3 separate regions of the Mus musculus genome follow, and all the other regions are linked to region 1. A link is a contact called in public Hi-C data. All regions are on one chromosome and are shown on one strand. The core of a region is the stretch at or near the end of the contact, and the rest is flanking DNA. Distances in the headings are between cores, read along the strand shown. Region 1 has its middle 17 kb from the start of Gm35454. Region 2 holds the start of Zfp105 (zinc finger protein 105). Region 3 has its middle 23 kb from the start of Pomgnt2.

What was found. Hi-C and Micro-C count contacts between places; a contact is called where the count stands out from the background.
Region 2: a contact with region 1 is called in a Hi-C map of cerebral cortex, with 4 times the contacts expected there. The contact joins the promoter of Zfp105 here to the enhancer-like site in region 1. A contact is called at or near these places in 1 of 39 promoter capture datasets (neural stem cells) and 1 of 484 Hi-C or Micro-C datasets (cerebral cortex).
Region 3: a Hi-C map of the N1E-115 cell line shows a contact between it and region 1, with 7 times the contacts expected there. The contact joins two enhancer-like sites. A contact is called at or near these places in 3 of 39 promoter capture datasets (the 3T3-L1 cell line, embryonic stem cells and pre-B cells) and 1 of 484 Hi-C or Micro-C datasets (the N1E-115 cell line).

The regions. Positions count from the first base shown.
Region 1 is chr9:122,419,506-122,423,402 of GRCm38.p6, forward strand. No RefSeq gene overlaps it. Among named protein-coding and RNA genes, the nearest start is that of Gm35454, 17 kb to the right of the region's middle. Within about 2 kb of position 1,701, at least 50 of the 459 cell types and tissues checked have an H3K27ac peak or open chromatin away from gene starts, as enhancers often do. A contact at or near this core is called in the N1E-115 cell line and cerebral cortex, where this site is marked.
Region 2 is chr9:122,921,360-122,925,256 of GRCm38.p6, forward strand. Zfp105 (zinc finger protein 105) reads left to right here and starts at 1,719. Exons shown (of 4, transcript NM_009544.2): 1 at 1,719-1,859; 2 at 3,649-3,897. The coding sequence starts at 3,749.
Region 3 is chr9:122,017,324-122,021,220 of GRCm38.p6, forward strand. No RefSeq gene overlaps it. Among named protein-coding and RNA genes, the nearest start is that of Pomgnt2, 23 kb to the left of the region's middle. Within about 2 kb of position 1,893, at least 83 of the 459 cell types and tissues checked have an H3K27ac peak or open chromatin away from gene starts, as enhancers often do. A contact at or near this core is called in the N1E-115 cell line, where this site is marked.

The DNA of each region.
Region 1 (3,897 bases), core at 451-2,950:
CCTGCCCACCTGTCTGGGCAGTCCCTCTCACCTCACTTCCTGTCCACCTGTCTGGGCGTGCCCAGGCCCTCTCACCTCTGTTGCCTCAAGCTTCAATTCTTACCTCAACAGTCACTCCTCACAAACGACTTCCCGAACCTTCTTCCCTATCACTTCACACAACTGGAATTTTGTTACTTAGTTTCCCTGTTTTTTTCTTTGCCTACTCCCTCTCCCCCTACAGAATGTGAGTTCCACAGTAAACTGGGAAATTCTCATGCAAACTCCATTACTAGACAGTGGTCACTTCCCTGGTGCCTAGCACACATTTCCAGGAAGGCTGGGATGTAGTTCAGTTGCTAGAGTTCACGAAGCCCTAGGTTCCACCTGCAGCGCTGCAGAAACCTGGGTGTTGTGGCGAACACCTGAAATCCCAGTGTCCGGGACAGAGGTGGATGCAGAATTGGAAATGCGAGGTCATCCTTGACTTCATGAGTTCAAGACCAGCTTGGCATGGGCGAGACATATCTTTTTTTAAAAATCCTAGAAAAATAGATCCAGGTGAGTTTGTTGCACCTGTGTTTGTTAGTAGCTCAATCTGAGAGTCCTCGTTAGCTCCCTTAAAATATCTGATTGACTTTCATGTGAAAGCAAGTGCCACAGATTAAATATATGTTGTGCTAAGAAGTTTCCCGATTTACCACAGCCTGTGCACTGCCAGAAAAGCATTCTGCATGTTAATTACGATGGCTGGGGGGTTTCTTAAGTCTTCTTGTTCTCCTGTTAACTTTCTAATGCATGCAGGGAAGGGAACAAGGGAGCATGCAGAAAAGCTGTGAAGATCAGTGTCACTTTGGGTGGCTTGTGGAGTCCCAGTGAGCTCTGCTGACAGGCCAGGGTGGTGTTGGCAGCAAGCTGTCTGTGAAGGCTGTGAAGGAACTCACTGAGGCTGCAAGGGAGGAGGCTCTGACTTCTGGCTTCACTAGGAGCTGTGCCCTTTTGGCTAAGACTAAAATTTCATCTAGGGAACAGTTAAGCAAGAGGCAGGGGTGAGGAGAGATCAAATCCCAGAATACAAATGCACAAGATGAGCCGGAATACTGAGAATGTGGAAAAATCTGACCTTGCTCCCCATTTGAACGTCAGAGGAGCCAAGGCAGTGTAGCAAGACTGTGGGGGCATCACGAAAGCCTACTTTGGCTTCAAGTGAGCCACCAGGACCCCCACCCCTCACATACAATGGGCGCAGACTCAGAGATAGCTAGGTGATGTGAATAAAGCATAGTGCTTAGACTATGGTTAAAATCCTGACTCAGAACCTGCTTTGACAGATCACTCCCTGAGACTCTATTTCCTCGTCTGTCAAATGAGATTAAGGTCCTTGCTTGGTGTAGAGGCTATGGGTCCCACCCACATAGGGCCACTCTGTTGGGAGTGTCACTTGCTGCTATAACGTAAGAGTCTGCCCCTCACCTCCCCCTCTCCACTCCCTGCTCTCGTCTTGGCTCACAGCTGGTGCCTTGGAGGCAGGGAAGATATTGGTGACACTACTTCTGAACATTTGCACAATTTGTAAACTTTGCTTAGGAAATCCTTCCCTTCCTCCTCCCCTCCCCACCCCCAGTTCCAGAATAACACTGCTGTTTGTCTGAAACTTCCTGACCCGTAGCTTAAGAATTACGCAGGATCACACAGACTCAGCCGGGTGACTCTCAAAGCAGCAAGCAGATGCCTGCCCTGCCCAATAACCACTGCAATCCCTCTCCCTCCCTGCCGGGAATAGGATTATTGATATGCCTTTCCCAGCTGTGACCAGCAGGGGGCGACCTCTTCTTGCGTCCATTTCCTTAATGCTGACAAGGCTCCCTGGCTCCCCACCCTGTCAGAGCTTCCAAACATTGAGCTAAGGTCCATGTTTCTTTCTCCTTCCATTGGTCAAGGTTTTAGATACATGCACGAAGCCATCAATGCCAAGATCAGGGCAAGGTCTCCTTCTAGCCTGGGGAACAAGGGTCCTAGTGTCCTTGGCTGTGTGATGGCTAATGTCACAGCTACATAGATGTGGCTCAGTGGTAGGTAATGTGTTCCACAGAGGTGACCTGGCTCACCAAGGCAACACACTCCACAGCTATGTGTTGCTGCCTATAACCACGGCAACTACTAACCTGTAGCTACAAGCTACAGAGATAACATGCACCGTCGTGCTTCACAGAGGTGGCATCTGAATGCAGGTTCTACTCAGCCTTCAGGTGTCAGGCATGTTTTGCAGCACCCACCTTCAAGCCACTGAATTAGTTCCAAGACCTTGCTGAAAGCAGCCTAGCTCCTGTGCCCTGGCTTCCCTGGGGTTCTCAGAAAAGGGCCTCTTAAACCCCTGTACTTCTGCCATGGTAGTCTATTGCTTTTTCAAGTTCAGTAGGTAAAGATACGATTTAGTGAGAGAGGAGAGAGAGAGAGAGAGAGCATCGTTTATAATTTATCCTGGGTTTCTTTTGTGTCTCCCATTTAGTAATTTGTTCCATTCCTTAATGGCTCAAGTTGTTCATCAGACTGCAACAGAGAGGTGGAGTGAGTCACCAGGGAATGGGGTGGGGGTGTGGGGTGGCCTATATATCAGGACCGGGAAAACTGTGAGCTCTATCTCCCACGCCTTCCCACCCGGACGTCACGTCACCAGGTTGGTGCAGCTCCTGTTTCTGAATCCAGGTAGAGGAAAAGGAGCTGGCTGGGGTGGCCATTCAGGGAAGCATGATGCATTCTCTGAGGCTGTGTGAAGCACTCTGCTGTTACCTGGACTGGGTGGTGGGAGAGGAAAAGCGATTGAGCCTGGTTTCCTCACACGGCCTCTCTTCACTCACACTGAGAAAGACAAATCCTGGACACTGAGCTCTGTCTCTGTGACTCTGGCAGTATCACGACATCCCCACCCCACCCAGAGCTGGAAAAGATGCTCCCAGCATGGACCAGCCTCTTGCCTCTGTCCTCACTCTAGCACCTGCTCTCTTGAACCTGTTGCTTTTGATTTCACATTGGGGGTTTTGGGAAGAAAAGCACCTTAATGAAGAAAGAGGGGGGTCTGTGACTCTAGACAAGGAGAGACTGGAGCCCCAGAAGGACCCTCACTTGCTGCTTTCCCCCACTTCTTGCTCAGCTTCAGGACACAATCGCCAGTGTGGGCAAGCAGACTCCAGCCCAGCCCCTCGGAGCACAGGCCTTGGGATCGGCTAGATGCAGGGCTGGGGGCGGTATTCACAGATCTGGCGTTTATGACAGAAGGCTCAGTTAGCATCTTGTGGGCATTTACCAGGTGGAGTGAAGGTCATTGTGCCTACCTTGTAAGTAGATAGACTTGGGACGAGGATAATCGTCTCAGTGGCCCAGCTGGTGTGGAGTGGAAACACCTTCTTCCAGAATCTTCTCGGGATGTTGTCACACTGCCTTTGCCAGCCCCAGTTCGGATGGTGTGGGTGGGTGGATGCGGCTGACGGTTCCATGGTGATGGCTGTCCTCTCCTGACTCTCGGCGGCGGTGGCTTAGAGATTGTTCTCAAGGCAATCGGCCCATTTGACTCTTGCAGCACACTGAGGCACGGGCAGATCTGAAGGAGGGTTAACTGTGTGGATGGCAGGTGAAAGGAAAACAGACTTAGTATCTTAATTTTTCATTTCTAGAGAAATGACACTCGGGCTCTGTATATGCCAGGCAAGTAGGCGAGTCACACCCCAGTCTCAAGAATGAGCTTGCTAAAGCTTAATATCAGAGCCGGGGAGTTGACTCCTGCAGAGGACCCAAGTGGGGTTCCAGTGCCCAAGATGAGCAGTCTACACCTGCCTGCAACTCCAGCTCTCCGGAATCCAACGCCCTCTTCTGGCCTCCTCAGGCACTGCATCCTTGTGTACCTGTTCATACATATACATG
Region 2 (3,897 bases), core at 469-2,968, 500 kb after region 1:
ATGCATTAGTATAAGAGTGCTTACCAGCATACACGAGATCCTGGGTGTGATGGTCTGAATATGCCCGGCACTATTAGAAGGTGTGGCCCTGTTGGAATAGGTGTGTCACTGAGGGTGTGGGTTATAAGACCCTCATCCTAGCTGCCTGGAATCCAGTATTCTGTTAGCAGCCTTCAGAAGATGTAGAACTCTCAGCTCCTCCTGTACCATGCCTGCATGGATGCTGCCATGTCCCTGCCTTAATGATAATGGACTGAACCTCTGAACCTGTAAGTCAGCCCCAATTAAATGTTGTCCTTATAAGAGTTGCCTTGGTCATGATATCTGTTCACAGCAGAAATGTCCTAACTAAGACACTGGATTTGAACCCAGAACAGTAAAAAAGAAAAATACAGTCATATGTGAAACAGCACACAATCACAGTGAAGTAACTGTTGAATATGACCCCCTAGGTCTTAATAGGGAAAACTCATGACCGCTCTGACAGACAAGTTGAAGAAACTTCACCTAGGTTTCTAAAGTCTAGAAAAACAATCTCAATTCTAATTAAAAGATAGTTTGTACCAAATCATTTATTGTGACTCTGGAAAGAGGCTCTGGAGCACTTTAAGACTGAAGAAACTGAGTTTGTCTCATAAAGGGTAATGGTGAGGTTGTAAATGATAGCAAAATAAGTTTTTTAATTTAAAAACTGGTCATTGTTTCTAAACATGTACATCATACATTTTCTTAACATGGTGTAGGTGCTACAGAAAACCTATATAATAGTGTAATCCAGAGTTGTGATCCAGTTCTGCTGCCTGAGAACAACCTGTGAAGAGCACTGGATTTAGGCTCAGAAGACATGGGTTTGGAGTCTGGATCTCCCCTATACTATGTGATGTCATTTATGGCCTCAAACTCTTAGTGCCCCAGCCCCAGCCTCTTGAGAGCTGGGATCACAGATGTGAGCCACCAGTCCTTGGCATGATACTGTGTAATCATTTAAGATTTACCCAATGAGGAACCCGAGTAAAGGGCGCTGCCTTCCTCTGGGTTTATCATTTCAAACACACAAAACCAAAGAGCGGTAACTGGAGTATTGTGAAACTCATTTGGGGGGCATCTCTGCCTGAAATGTTTGTGAGTTTTGTTATTGTTAGGTTTGATTTTTGTTTTGAGGACCCGGTCTCTCTATGTAGCCCTGGCTAAGCTGGAACTCACTATGTAGATCAGGCCAACCTCCAGTGCACAGAGATCCACAAGATTATGGTATGGCTCTGTGTGCTGGTGTGCACCACCACTTCTAACGGTTTTGAAATCTTTTGAGACAGTTAAGTACATCTGAATATGAATAGTTGTTAATTTTTCTTATTGGCAATGATGGTGGTGTACTTGGAATAAAGAGTTTTACTGTTTATAATTTCCAAAATTGACCTTAATTATATATGAGAATTAAGGCAAATATTGTCGAGATGAAGGATAGGGGTATCCTCTGTACCATCCATCAACCTTTCTGTACCATTTGATATTTTGAAGATAAAAATGCTGAGGGAATTTTCTAAGATCGTCAGCTCTGGTAGGTAGGGGCTCGGCTTGGGAGAGTGCCGCTGCCTGGCGGGCTAAAGCCCTGCCCGCCCTGGGCACCGAGGTGTACGACCCCCGTCGATTCCTAGAGAGGCCGGCCTGCCTGGGGAGCCGGAAGCCCGGCGCAAGGCACTTCCTGTCCGGTCATTGTTCTCAGCCCCGTTGCTGCCGAGAGACTCTGGAGTCTCATCCGCGAAGCGGCACCGGCCCGGTTGGGCCTTCGTGGCGAGCCGGTCGCAGCGGGCGGCGAGGGGCGCGGGACTGTTCTCCACCGACCATCGCGGGGCCGGGAGGTAGCTCGGGGTGTCCGGGCCGGGCGGCGAGCCTGCTGGTCGGGATGGAGGAGGGCGGCCTGTGCAGATGTCTCGGGCCTGCTGGGGCCAGGGGCCCGACAGTCTGGCCAGGAGACTCAGGCACGTGGTGAGACGAGTCTCAGAGGCTCTCCTGCCAGAATAACCCGCCAGAATTACTCTTTGAGGCCGTGGTGAAAAGCGTGGCATTACTTAGGAATTTAAGTTTGCACAGTGAAGATGATGTTGGAAAATGAATATGAGTACCCTGAAGCAGCAGCAGAATAAGGCAATTTAGTAAACATTAGCACCGGTTTCTAGTAAAAGAACCAAAGAGGGATAGAAGCACAAACCTCAAACTCCTTATATACAGCTAAAATAGATTGTTTGGCTTTATTTAAAATAAAACAAAACCCCTGTCGGCTTATCTGAAATAAAGAAGTCCCGTTAATTAGTAGTCGTGTGCCTGGCTTTAGATGCTGTTTTAGAAAGCCGTTTGGCAATAAATATAAACCCTTAAGCTAGTGATCACGCAGTTCCTTCTAAAGGAGTAATGCAGCTGGTCAAAGGAATTCTTCGTACAGGAAACTATTACTAAAATAAGCAATAAAGCCCACGTTTGCTAAAGAAAAGATTGTAAATTTAAAATCTTTTTGAATTGTGTGTCAGAATTGTGTGTGTGTGTGTGTGTGTTCTGTAGCTAGCGTATATTGAAAGACAAGACTTGTAAAACACTCATTGAGTCAAGAACTGGTTGTGGCTCAGTGGTAGAGCATTTGTCTAGTATACATTAGGCCTTTGTATGGATTCCCAGCACGGTAGAAACAAGCAAAACCACCAGTCCAGAAGGGTGAACCCTGTGCAAGTGCAGCCTGAAGGTGCACACACTGGGGACTGGGTAGGGTATCACCCAATTTGTGTATGTATATGTTTATGCGAAAGTATGTATAGGTCAGTTTTATGTGTTTATTGACAATTATAGAGTATTTGTGCAACAATTAAAAATAAGGATAAACAAGGTCAACATGAGTAATTTTGTTTTACAACCAAAATTTAGTCTTATCAAATATTTGGAAGATGTGGGAACTACAAAAATGAAACAGACAAAAAGAACCTCAAAAGTACTTGTAGTTATACTCTCTGAAATAATCATTCTTTTCTCCTTGGTAGTGAATCTCTCTAAGATCCCCTTTTTAAAAATCCGTCTAGCTGGGCAGTAGTAGTACACCTCAGCACTTGGGAGGCAGAGGCAGGCAGATCTCTTGAGTTCAAGGCCAGCCTGGTCTATAGAGTGAGTTCCAGGAAAACCAAGGCTATACAAAGAACCTCTGTCTCAAGGAAACAAGAAAACAAAACAAAATCAGTTCCCATAGTAAAAAAAAAACTGTAAGTAAAATAATAATTATCACTGGATTGGAACTTTTCCTTACTCTTTTTCTATATAATAGTTTTTACAGTTAAAATGTTAATTCATTCTTTCCTTCCTTCCTTCCTTCCTTCCTTCCTTCCTTCCTTCCTTTTTCTTTCTGAGTCTCAGTATGCAGCACTGGGTGGTCTGTGTAGACACAAGTGCTGGGATTAAAGGTGTATACTACCAGGCAAGATATTATTTTGTATCAGAAATAAAAAGTGATTTATACATCTATTTTTGTTATTTATAGTCAGCCCCTATCATTTGAAGGAGAATGAAACATTACTGTTTTACTGTGACCACCAACCAAGGACTAGTAACCAGTGGCTGTGTGTTATCCTTGCTAGATTAGCTGTTAACTCTCTTTTTCTGGTGTTGCAGTGAATAGCTCATCTTGGCTCTGGAGACTTGAAGGTTAGATGGAGCTTGACCGATGTTGGGTATCCCTCAGCTATCAAGGATCCTGCATTGAACAGAGAAGATGACTACAGAATTGAAAGAGACCATGGGCAGAGCCTCTTGGGACCCAGAGAAGGTGAAAATGGAAGAAGATGATGAAAGTGTCATAAGTCAGGCATCCAGCCAACAAGTGTACTATGAGAACGACAAGGACTGTGCCCCAGGGGAGGG
Region 3 (3,897 bases), core at 643-3,142, 400 kb before region 1:
TGTGCCTCTGGGACTCTGCTTCCTTCTCTGCTTGTTTGAGGTTGCACGGGCTTTCTGCTTATTTGAGGTTGCACTAGTTAATTTTTGACAACTTGACACAAACTAGAGTCACCTGGGAAGAAGGAACTTTGTTGAGGAATTGCCTCCATCAAAGGCAGGTGCCTTTGGCTTGTCTGTGGGCAATTTCTTGATTGCTAGTTGGGGTGAGAGGGTCCAGCACAGTGGGCAGTGCCATCCCTATGCAGTTAGGTCTGGGCTGTGTGAAAAGCAGCCGAGAAATCCATAGAGAGCAAGCCAGTAAGCAATCATTTCTCCATGGGCCCTGCTTCAATTTCTTCCCTGGTCTGGTGGACTGGATATAACCTGTAAGGCAAACAAACCCTTTTCCCTCCTGTTTACTTTTTATCCATATTTTATCCCAGCAACAAAAAGCAAACTGGGACAGAAATTGGTATCAGAGAGTGGGGTATCGTCGTGATAGGCCATTTCAGAGCCTTGGGCTAGGGGAGGCCACTGAGAGCTCAAATCTTCATGAGCTTATGGAGGAAGTCAGTACACAGCATCCCCTGTGGTCTCCGCTTCAGGTCCTGCCCTGAGCGCCTGGCTTCCTGATGACACGTTAGCTGGGATTGTAAGATGGAATAAACATTTTTCTCTCCTTTTCAAGTTTCTTTCCAAAATCAAGTTGATTTTGGTCAGTGTTTTATAACAGCCACAGAAAGCAAACTAGGACATAAGCTTTCTGATTCTTTTACATGCTATGCTCTTCCATCACAAATAACAGCGTATTAAGATTCACGAAGGTAAGTCGGGAAAGAACCAATACCAGGCAAGAGCTGTGGGATGCTGGGTGCTTGACAAGAGGAGCTTAAGACGACCTCAGCAAAGTCAGCTGGATCCCTTCCCTGCCCAGAGCCCTTCTGTTGCTGTGTCCTCTGACCTTTGGGTGACATTACCAGCCTCCCCTCTAACCTCTAACCTCTAACCTCTAACCTCTAACCTCTAACCTCTAACCTCTAACCTCTAACCTCTAACCTCTGTTCTGAGTTTCACTCTCTGGGCTGCTTCTCAGCAAAGCATACTCTGGAAACTCCTCTTGTGGGGTTTTTATGGAAGGAGCCTACGCTGCTTCCAGAATTCCTCCAAGGACTCAGCCCCAGTTGCTCACAGTGGCTGTTCTTTTAATATCATGTCTCCCCTCTTCTTCCTTTTTTTCCCCTCCGGTTCCCTTCTTCTTTTCCTTCTCTCCTCTCCCCTCCCCTCCCCTCCCTTCCCTTCCCTTTTCTTCTTTTTCTCTCCCTCTCCTCCCCTTCCTTCTCTCCCTTCCTTCCCCCTTTCTCTTCCCTCCCCTCCCCTTCCCTTTCTCTCTTCCCCTTCCCCTTCTCCTCTCTTTCCCTCCCCTCCCTCCCCCTCCTCTCCCTTCCTTTCCCTTCCCTTCTTCATTTTTCCCAGGGAAAAACCTTGCAGGATTTTCTTTCCTGGGTCCATGATTGTCTAAACCTGACTGTGCACTATTGTAGTGAGAGGACACTTCCCTCTGGGTCCTGACAGGGGGCAGCATTTAGTTTCCTATCAGAACGAGTTGCATTCCTAGACTTGTATGTGATTCCAGCTCAAAATAAAGAAAAACATTGAAATGAGGGGTTTAATTCCCGAGAGGGACTGGAAGGCTGTGTCAGCGTTTCCATGGTGAGGGCTGTCTTCTGGGGATTTACCTTCCAGCTGTGAGAATCTGCTTTATGCTAGACTTTAAGCCTTTGGCTGCTTAAAGGCTCTATATTATTAAAGAGTCCACTTTTGACTAAGTTGAAACTGTGACTCTGTAAAGCCGACTCAGAATGTTCTCCCCTCTGCCCCTTGCCCCATTGGCTGCTGGCCACGCTCCTTGCCAAGCAGCGTGGAGACTTGGCAGAGGTGCGGCATCTGGCTCTCCTGCTGTGTGTGGTCTGAGAAGGGCTGCACTGAGGAAGAGAACCTTGGCTCTTTTGTACTGTTAAAATGACACCTCCATGGGTCCCACCCGAGTCTATCTGTAGGTGTTTCTCCATGCACAGTCACTCACTGACCCCAGGTCTTAGAATCACAGAGGAGAAGGGCAAGTGTCAGCCTGCGATGCCTCCGTGAGTATCAGAAGAAAGCCAGGTTGAGATGTTTTGTGTGAATTCCTTCTTGCAGCAAGAGCCGGTATAGTGCGAGGAAGAGAAAGGGGATCTGTCTCATCAACCAAAAGAGAGAGCAAAGCAGGCTCACTTTGAGCCGTCAGCGTCAAACACATCAAAGTCATCTCTGCTTGGTTTTAAATAAGAACACATTTGCAGACACTTTGGCATATCCTTTATTTTAAACAGAGTTACAGAGGTGGATGGAAGCCCCTCACGATAGAAGGAAGACGCTGAGAGCAGAGAGCCAACATCTGTGTTGGTGCGGAACCTGACTGGGTTCCGAGTGTCAGAAAGCACCATGGGGATTCATAACCATCTCAACTCAAGGTCTGGGGACCCATTGTCCTCTCCTGACCTGTGCGTGGACCAGGCATGACAGCAGCGCACATACATACACATGGGCAAAACACATACAAATTAAAATTTAATATAAAAATCTAATAACATTATTAGAAATAATATTTATAAAGTTACATGGGAAAACATTGATACAAACAAGGTTGGCCAAAAATTTATGATGAAGAAAAAGCTTTGACATCATCTGGGGATCTAAAAAGTCATGATTTGCAGAAAGGTGCCATGCCTCTGTATGTGAGTGTGTGTGTGTGTGTGTCTGTGTGTGTGTAAGAAAGAGAGAGAGAGAGAAAGAGTGTGTGTGTGAATGAATGTGTGTATGTGTATATGAGTGTGTATAAGAGTGTGAATGTGAGTGTGTGTATTTGTGTGTGAGTATGAGTGTGTCTGTGAGTGAGTGAGTAAGTGAGTGAGTGTATGTGTGTAAGCCATATGTTTCTATGAAACTTTTCACAAGCAAAAGGGGAAAGCTTAAGCAAAAGACACACCTCAGGCCACACAGAGCCTCTGGACAACTATAAAGGACCTGCGGGCTCACCACACTCAAAGCAATCACTGTCTCATTAGCTGACAGCTGAGTGGAGCCAGCAGAATCTCCTGTGGCCTTCACTACAGGAAGTACAGACTACCTCAGTAATCTACTGGGGCCACAAGACACAGACAGCAGCAGCAGCCACAAAATCAGCAGTAGCAATAAGAAGCCCTAGAAAGACGGCTCAGTGGTTAAGGGCACTGGCTGCTCATACAGAGGACCTGAGTTCAGTTCCCGACTCTAACTACACTTCCATGGATGTAATGCCCTCTCCTGGCCTCTGCCGGTGCACATGTACACATATATGCATGCAGGCAAAACACCCAACACATGTAATAAAAAATAAATGTTTTAAAAGGAGCTCTGAAAGTGGAAGGATCTGTGTAGTTGCCGTTGCTCCACATTGTATTACCTACTCCAGTGTTTCATGAGACAAACAAAGAAACATTAAAATATGGTAAATTCGGGAGGGGGCACATGATCAATGGAGAGTACTACAGAAGTCATACATTGAATTTTTAGATGAAGACTCTAAATAAGCTTGTATAAATTATTCAAACAATTCAAGGAAATAATGTCTAAAGAATGAAAAGAAAGGATCAGAATAGTGCCTCACCAAGTCAGTAATTTAAATAAAGACAGAGAAGTTGCTTTTAGGCACCAAATAGAAATTTTGTAGTTGAAACATACAATAGCTAAACGTAAATCTCACTAGAGGGCCTCAGAAGCCATTTGAGGTCATAGAACAAAGACTTAAATTTGGGCTGGGTGGGGGGATGGTTCAATCATCGAGGGCATGAGGACTGGCTGGTTTTGTGTCAACTTGACACAAGCTAGAGTCATCAGAGA